Linked DNA regions of Mus musculus: region 1 is linked to region 2. The links are chromatin contacts, called in public Micro-C maps. All regions are on one chromosome and are shown on one strand. The core of a region is the stretch at or near the end of the contact, and the rest is flanking DNA. Distances in the headings are between cores, read along the strand shown. Region 1 has its middle 30 kb from the start of Gm39343. Region 2 overlaps Cspg4 (chondroitin sulfate proteoglycan 4).

The links. Hi-C and Micro-C count contacts between places; a contact is called where the count stands out from the background.
Region 1: a contact with region 2 is called in a Micro-C map of the HL-1 cell line, with 2.4 times the contacts expected there. The contact joins two enhancer-like sites. A contact is called at or near these places in 1 of 15 datasets of contacts at CTCF or cohesin (large pre-B cells), 3 of 484 Hi-C or Micro-C datasets (the HL-1 cell line, embryonic stem cells and pre-B cells) and 4 of 115 datasets of contacts at active chromatin or transcription factors (embryonic stem cells, large pre-B cells and stem cell-derived neural progenitor cells).

Annotation. Positions count from the first base shown.
Region 1 is chr9:57,338,422-57,341,121 of GRCm38.p6, reverse strand. No RefSeq gene overlaps it. Among named protein-coding and RNA genes, the nearest start is that of Gm39343, 30 kb to the right of the region's middle. Within about 2 kb of position 1,346, at least 104 of the 459 cell types and tissues checked have an H3K27ac peak or open chromatin away from gene starts, as enhancers often do. A contact at or near this core is called in the HL-1 cell line, where this site is marked.
Region 2 is chr9:56,899,400-56,902,099 of GRCm38.p6, reverse strand. Cspg4 (chondroitin sulfate proteoglycan 4) reads right to left here. Exons shown (of 10, transcript NM_139001.2): 10 at 2,230-2,700. Among named protein-coding and RNA genes, the nearest start is that of Snx33, 28 kb to the left of the region's middle. Within about 2 kb of position 1,404, at least 77 of the 459 cell types and tissues checked have an H3K27ac peak or open chromatin away from gene starts, as enhancers often do. A contact at or near this core is called in the HL-1 cell line, where this site is marked.

The DNA of each region.
Region 1 (2,700 bases), core at 97-2,596, 440 kb before region 2:
ACAAATTAAATAAATAAAATATAAGAATGGGAATCATTCAACAGTGGTATCAATTCACATTGTTTTACCATGTTTGTTTGTTTGGTTGGTTGGTTGGTTAGTTGGTTTTTACTGCTTCATCCAAAGCAGGAGGCCATCTTCCAAAAAAGATGTAAAATAAGCATAGAGACATTCTCTTAAAAAAAAAAAAAAAAAAAAAGCCGGACGTGGTGGCGTACGCCTTTAATCCCAGCACTCGGGAGGCAGAGGCAGGTGAATTTCTGAGTTCGAGGTCAGCCTGGTCTACAGAGTGAGTTCCAGGACAGCCAGGGTTACACAGAGAAACCCTGTCTCGAAAAACCAAAATATAATAATAATAATAATAATAATAATAATAATAATAATAATTGTAAATAGCTGATAGTTCAGAAATTTTCATTTTCCTACAGAGGTGAAAGAAGAAAAGTGACAGAGAAATTGCACCACTGCTAGACAGACAAACAGAGTTCAGAGTGAGACAGATAGCGATCAGACTCCAGGTGTGGGATAAGCAACCTCAAGACTCCGCTGAGTCTTCCCAACCACAGTATCAGACATGTCTTTTCTCAATCAGACTACAATCATAATATTATACATGGATTTTCTAAAGCATCCTTGAGCCAAGCCTGGTCACCGAGACTGTAATCCCTGCTACTCGGGCGACTGAGGCAGGAAGATCTCAACTTCAAGTCCTACCTGGGCCAACTTGAACAAGTTGATATCTCAAAGGATAAAGTAAAGAAAGAGGCTGAGGAAGGTAGAGCATTTGTCACCCTTGTGGATTCAATCCTTGCCTCTACAAGGCTATTAACAATAACAATAACTTGTCTCCCATCTTCCCGGTGGGAGGGCAGAGAGGAATGGCTAAATCCTAAGACAAGGAAGCCTCCCTGTGACCAAATCTTCACTCTTGCTATTATCTCTGGGCCCAGTACACCTGAGATCCTTCATTGGGTCTTGAGCTCCTAAGCCTGTGGTTTTCCTCTGGGTGGTGACTCAGTGCCCACAGCCTACCCTGCATGCCATTTCCCCCTATCCGGGCCTTGTTGACTGCTCTGAGTAAGAGGTGGCTCTGTGGTTTCTCTGAAGCAACAACCACAAACTGCCAAGCCCACCTTACCCATCCTCCACTCCCCACCTTGTCTGTCACTCTCCTAGTCCCACCCCCAGGCTGTCGACTGAAAGAGAAACAGGGAGGTTTATATGTTTGTGCACTTGGTGCTATGCATGAGAGTGGAAGAGACCCCCATTCACCAGGCAGGGAGAGTTGGCTGAGGATGAGGATGCAGCTCAGCGGTGGAGTGCTCGTATATTTAGTCTTCATCACCTGCCCCTCTACCCACATGTGGGCAGGATGTGGGAGAGGAGGGAGAGAGATGGTGTAAGGCAAAATGTCTTCAGGGTTTCCTTTGGGGTAACCTATTTGCTCATTTACATGTATTCCTCAAAAGCGACTGAAACCATGACAATGGACAAGAAGATGAGATACTCAGGCACCTCTCCAGTGAAAACTGAGTCTTCTGGTAGCAAGAGTTCTGCTGGCTCTCAGCGCTCCAAGACTTCCTGAGCCAGGGGACTTATCTGATTCACGCTGACACTCTTCACCTGGGAGATTATTGAGTTGGCTTGTAAAAGCTCCATGTGGGGCTTGGTTCTGATCCATAGCTCTCAGCAAGGCAAAGCTGGGCTGAAGATGGGCACACCTTGCAGCTTACCGTCTCCTCCATCTTTGCCTCTCTTTTTCCTGGCTTGAATAGCAAGAGCCTCCCTGCCTGATAACCGTCCTGCATCCTACCACCCAGTCATTTGGCTTCCAAGACAGACAACCCTCCCATGCCTGGCTTCCAAAGGCCTGCCAGCCTCAATTGTGCCAGAGAGGTACATTAACAACCAACCAAAAGGAGGAAAGAAGGGGCCCAGGGTGACAGAGCCACCAGAGTACCTCAAGGAAGGCACTATCCTATGGTGTGGTTAAATCATTCAGGTTAGCACTGGGGAATAGCACCAAGGCAAGAGGCTGTGGGCCTCTTTGCACCTGAATACTGCAGCTCTGCACCTGAATACTGAATCTCTCTTGGCCTGGATGAAGAACAGCTCTCCACTTGTCCATCACTATTGACTTAGATCCATTGGTTCTTATAAGTGGCCCAGCAAGGCTGCACTGTCCCTGGCTTTCTTCCCAGACTCAGATGCTGACTGGAGACAGACGCCATTCTGGGTGATGATGACCTTCCAGAGGCCACTGTAGAGCTCAGTGACTCAAGGGAGCTGCCCTAGGTCAGAGACTGAGAAAGGAGAATGGTCCTGTCTTGGCTATTGTTCTACCACTGTGCTAGGATACCATGACCAAGGCAACTTATAAAAGAAAGTGTTTAATTTGGGGCTCATGGCTGCAGACGGTTAGAGTTCTTAACTATCATGGCGGGGAGCATGACAGCAGACAGGCATGGTGCTGGAGCAGTAGCCAAGAGCTCACATCCTTATCCAAAAGTAGAAGGCAGAGACAGTGACACTGGGAATAGCATGGACTTTTGAAACCTCAAAGGTCACCCCCCAGTGACACACCTCCTCCAACAAGGCCAGTCCCTAATGTTCCACCAACTAAGGACTTTAGTCAAATATATGGCTTGTGGGGTCTGTCTCATTCAAATCACCACAGAATCCTTATGGTAATCAAAGAAA
Region 2 (2,700 bases), core at 155-2,654:
AAAGATGATGTAGTTGTCTTTTTTTGTTTGTTTGCTTTTTGTTTGCTTGTTTGTTTTTCGAGACAGGGTTTCTCTGTGTAGCCCTGTCTGTCCTGGAACTCACTTTGTAGACCAGGCTGGCCTCAAACTCAGAAATCCACCTGCCTCTGCCTCCTGAGTGCTGGGATTAAAGGCGTGCGCCACCACGCCCGGCTGTTTGTTTTAAAGGTTTAATTTTTAAGCATACATGCCTACATGTATGTTTGTGTGCCATGTGTGTGCCTGGTGCCCACAGAGGCCACAGGGGAGTGTTGGATCCCCAGAACTGGACTTACAGTTAGCTGTGAGCCACCATGTGGGTGTTGGGGTTCAGACTTGGCTCTCATAACCACTGAAACATCTCTCCAGCCCTGCATCCTACCAGTAAGCTTTATCTCCAGCTTCTGTGAACTATTTAGTAGAGGGGAAGGAACCCTGCCCTTAAGTTTTAGGAGTATATTTGAAAGGGTTTCACACACACACACACACACACACACACACACACACACACACACACACACGCTCGGCTGTGTCGTGAAAGACTCAGGTCCCAGCACGGCTGTGGGCACAATGTCTGGGTACCAGCTTACCACCTAGCCCAGGCTCGGAGCAGCAGAGCAGTGTCAGCCTGTGCCAGTGCCTGGGGGCAGGGCAGGGCAGGGCAGGCTGTGTGAATAGAGGGTGTTGTCAGTCCTCTAGGGGAAACAGGAGATGAGGGCAGATCCTGCCTGGCAGGTTTGTCACCCACATCTCTGCTTACACTTTCAGGGACGCTCCTTACTCTGGGTGGAGACTGGCTCATGGTAGCAAGGCCCTGAGGAGCCAGCCTTAACTTCCTGGGAGTGGCAAGGTGGAGCTGTGAGTGTTATACGGGGATGTTCTTGGTCTTCGAGAGCAGAGACATCACATTTATAAAAAGGAAACTAGTGTTGGCAGTTTAAGACACAGAGTATTTCTGGAGGCTATATTCTGGGGAGGTACAAGGCAGAGGGGTGGGAAATGATTTTTCACGGCAGTGTTCTCAGTGCGGCACCACCGAAGCCTTGCTGGGTCTCATCTATCGTTACTCTGTTGTGTGGCTCTAGTTGGGTCTCATACCCTCTCTGATTCTGTCTCCCTGTCCCTCCTGTCCCTCTGGAGATCTTTTTGTTGGTAATCCACCTGGTTCCAAGTTTCCTGCCTGACGTCTCTGAGAGGGGGCCGGATGTTAAAATGAACACGATGCCGTGAGAGAGTGTTGTCTGGAGGCAGGCAGGGTGGTGAGCAGGAGCGAGGCTCAAATGTTACAGATACTGGGGACACGTGCAGAGGAAACCCTAGCCCCCAGAGCAGGTCAGCTGCCAAAGGCTGCTTTCTGCCCTTCACCTCTAACTTCCTGTTCTTAGGCCTCGTGGAGTCCCACGGTTTCCCAGAGCACAGAAACCTACTGCCTCCTCCCTTTTGCTCAGACAGGATCTCTGAGAGCCGGATTGGCCTTCAATTTTTTTAGGGTCAAGAATGACTTTGGGGTTGGAGAAATGGCTCAGCTGTTAAGAGCACAGACTGTTCTTCCAGAGGTCCTGAGTTCAACTCCCAGTAACCACATGGTGGCTCACAATCTTCTGTAATGGGGTTTGATGCCCTCTTCTGGTGTGTCTGAAGAGAGCAATGGTGTATTCATATACAAAAAAAAAGTAATCTTAAAAAGACTTTGAACTCATTCTTATGCTCCTGCCTCCTAAGTACTGGGATTATAAGCAAGAGACATCAATTCAGCTTATGTTTCTTTTCTAATGACTTCAGCCCATTTTCAAGACCAGATAATTCCCTGGGCCAGAGTTTGCTTCCATTGCCCCTGATCTTGCATCATCCTCTTGTAGGAAGGGCCAGAGGATTCTATTTGCCTTGTGGCTCACATAATGGCCTTTCTTTTGGAGACCTGGGATCTCATGACCCATTGCTAGCTGAATGATCTGCTCTAGGGGGTATGACTTTCCTGTGTCTGCATTGGTTCCCCTCCTTTAGAGAAATACCTGGGTTCTCCTACTGAAGGACGGAGATTGTAAAATGTTCCACACAAAAGTCTGCCTGTCCAATCTTCCCTTTATGCACTGTGTCCCCAACTTTGACACCCCCCATGTCCCTTACTTTTGCTTCTGCAGCCACAATGAAAGGAGGCTGGGGGAGGAATAGGGCCTTGGAGGCCAAAACCCAGGCCAAGGAGTCTATGGCTGGGAGCATTTATTTATTTATTTATTTTTATTTTTCCCTGACGTTCCCTGTAGCGTAAGGGCTTTGGTCCCATCTCAACAAACAGCCCATCTGCCTGTACAGGTGAGAGTAGAGGACTTTGGGAATGCCCCAGGAGGTGGAAATTCAAGAGCTTGTCCAGATTTGTCCATCCCCACCCCCCATGAAGCGAGGCCACATGGCCTGCCCCAGGGGAGTGAAGCTGCCACGGATAGGAGCCCAGTGCACAAACTCAAACGACGCACAGCTGCTCGGAGCCTCCGAAGCACCATTCGCCACGGCTCAGTGGAGTCAAGTGTCTTCGTTTGCCTGCTCCCTAGTCTTGAGGAGAGCATGGCCACCAGGGTGGCCTCTAACACTCCCAGTCCAAGCACTGACAGTTGCTGGCCAGTGCTTCGGGCGCTCCACCACAGGGCTTTGTGGGTGACATGACTTCAGACCTTTGTCTATCCC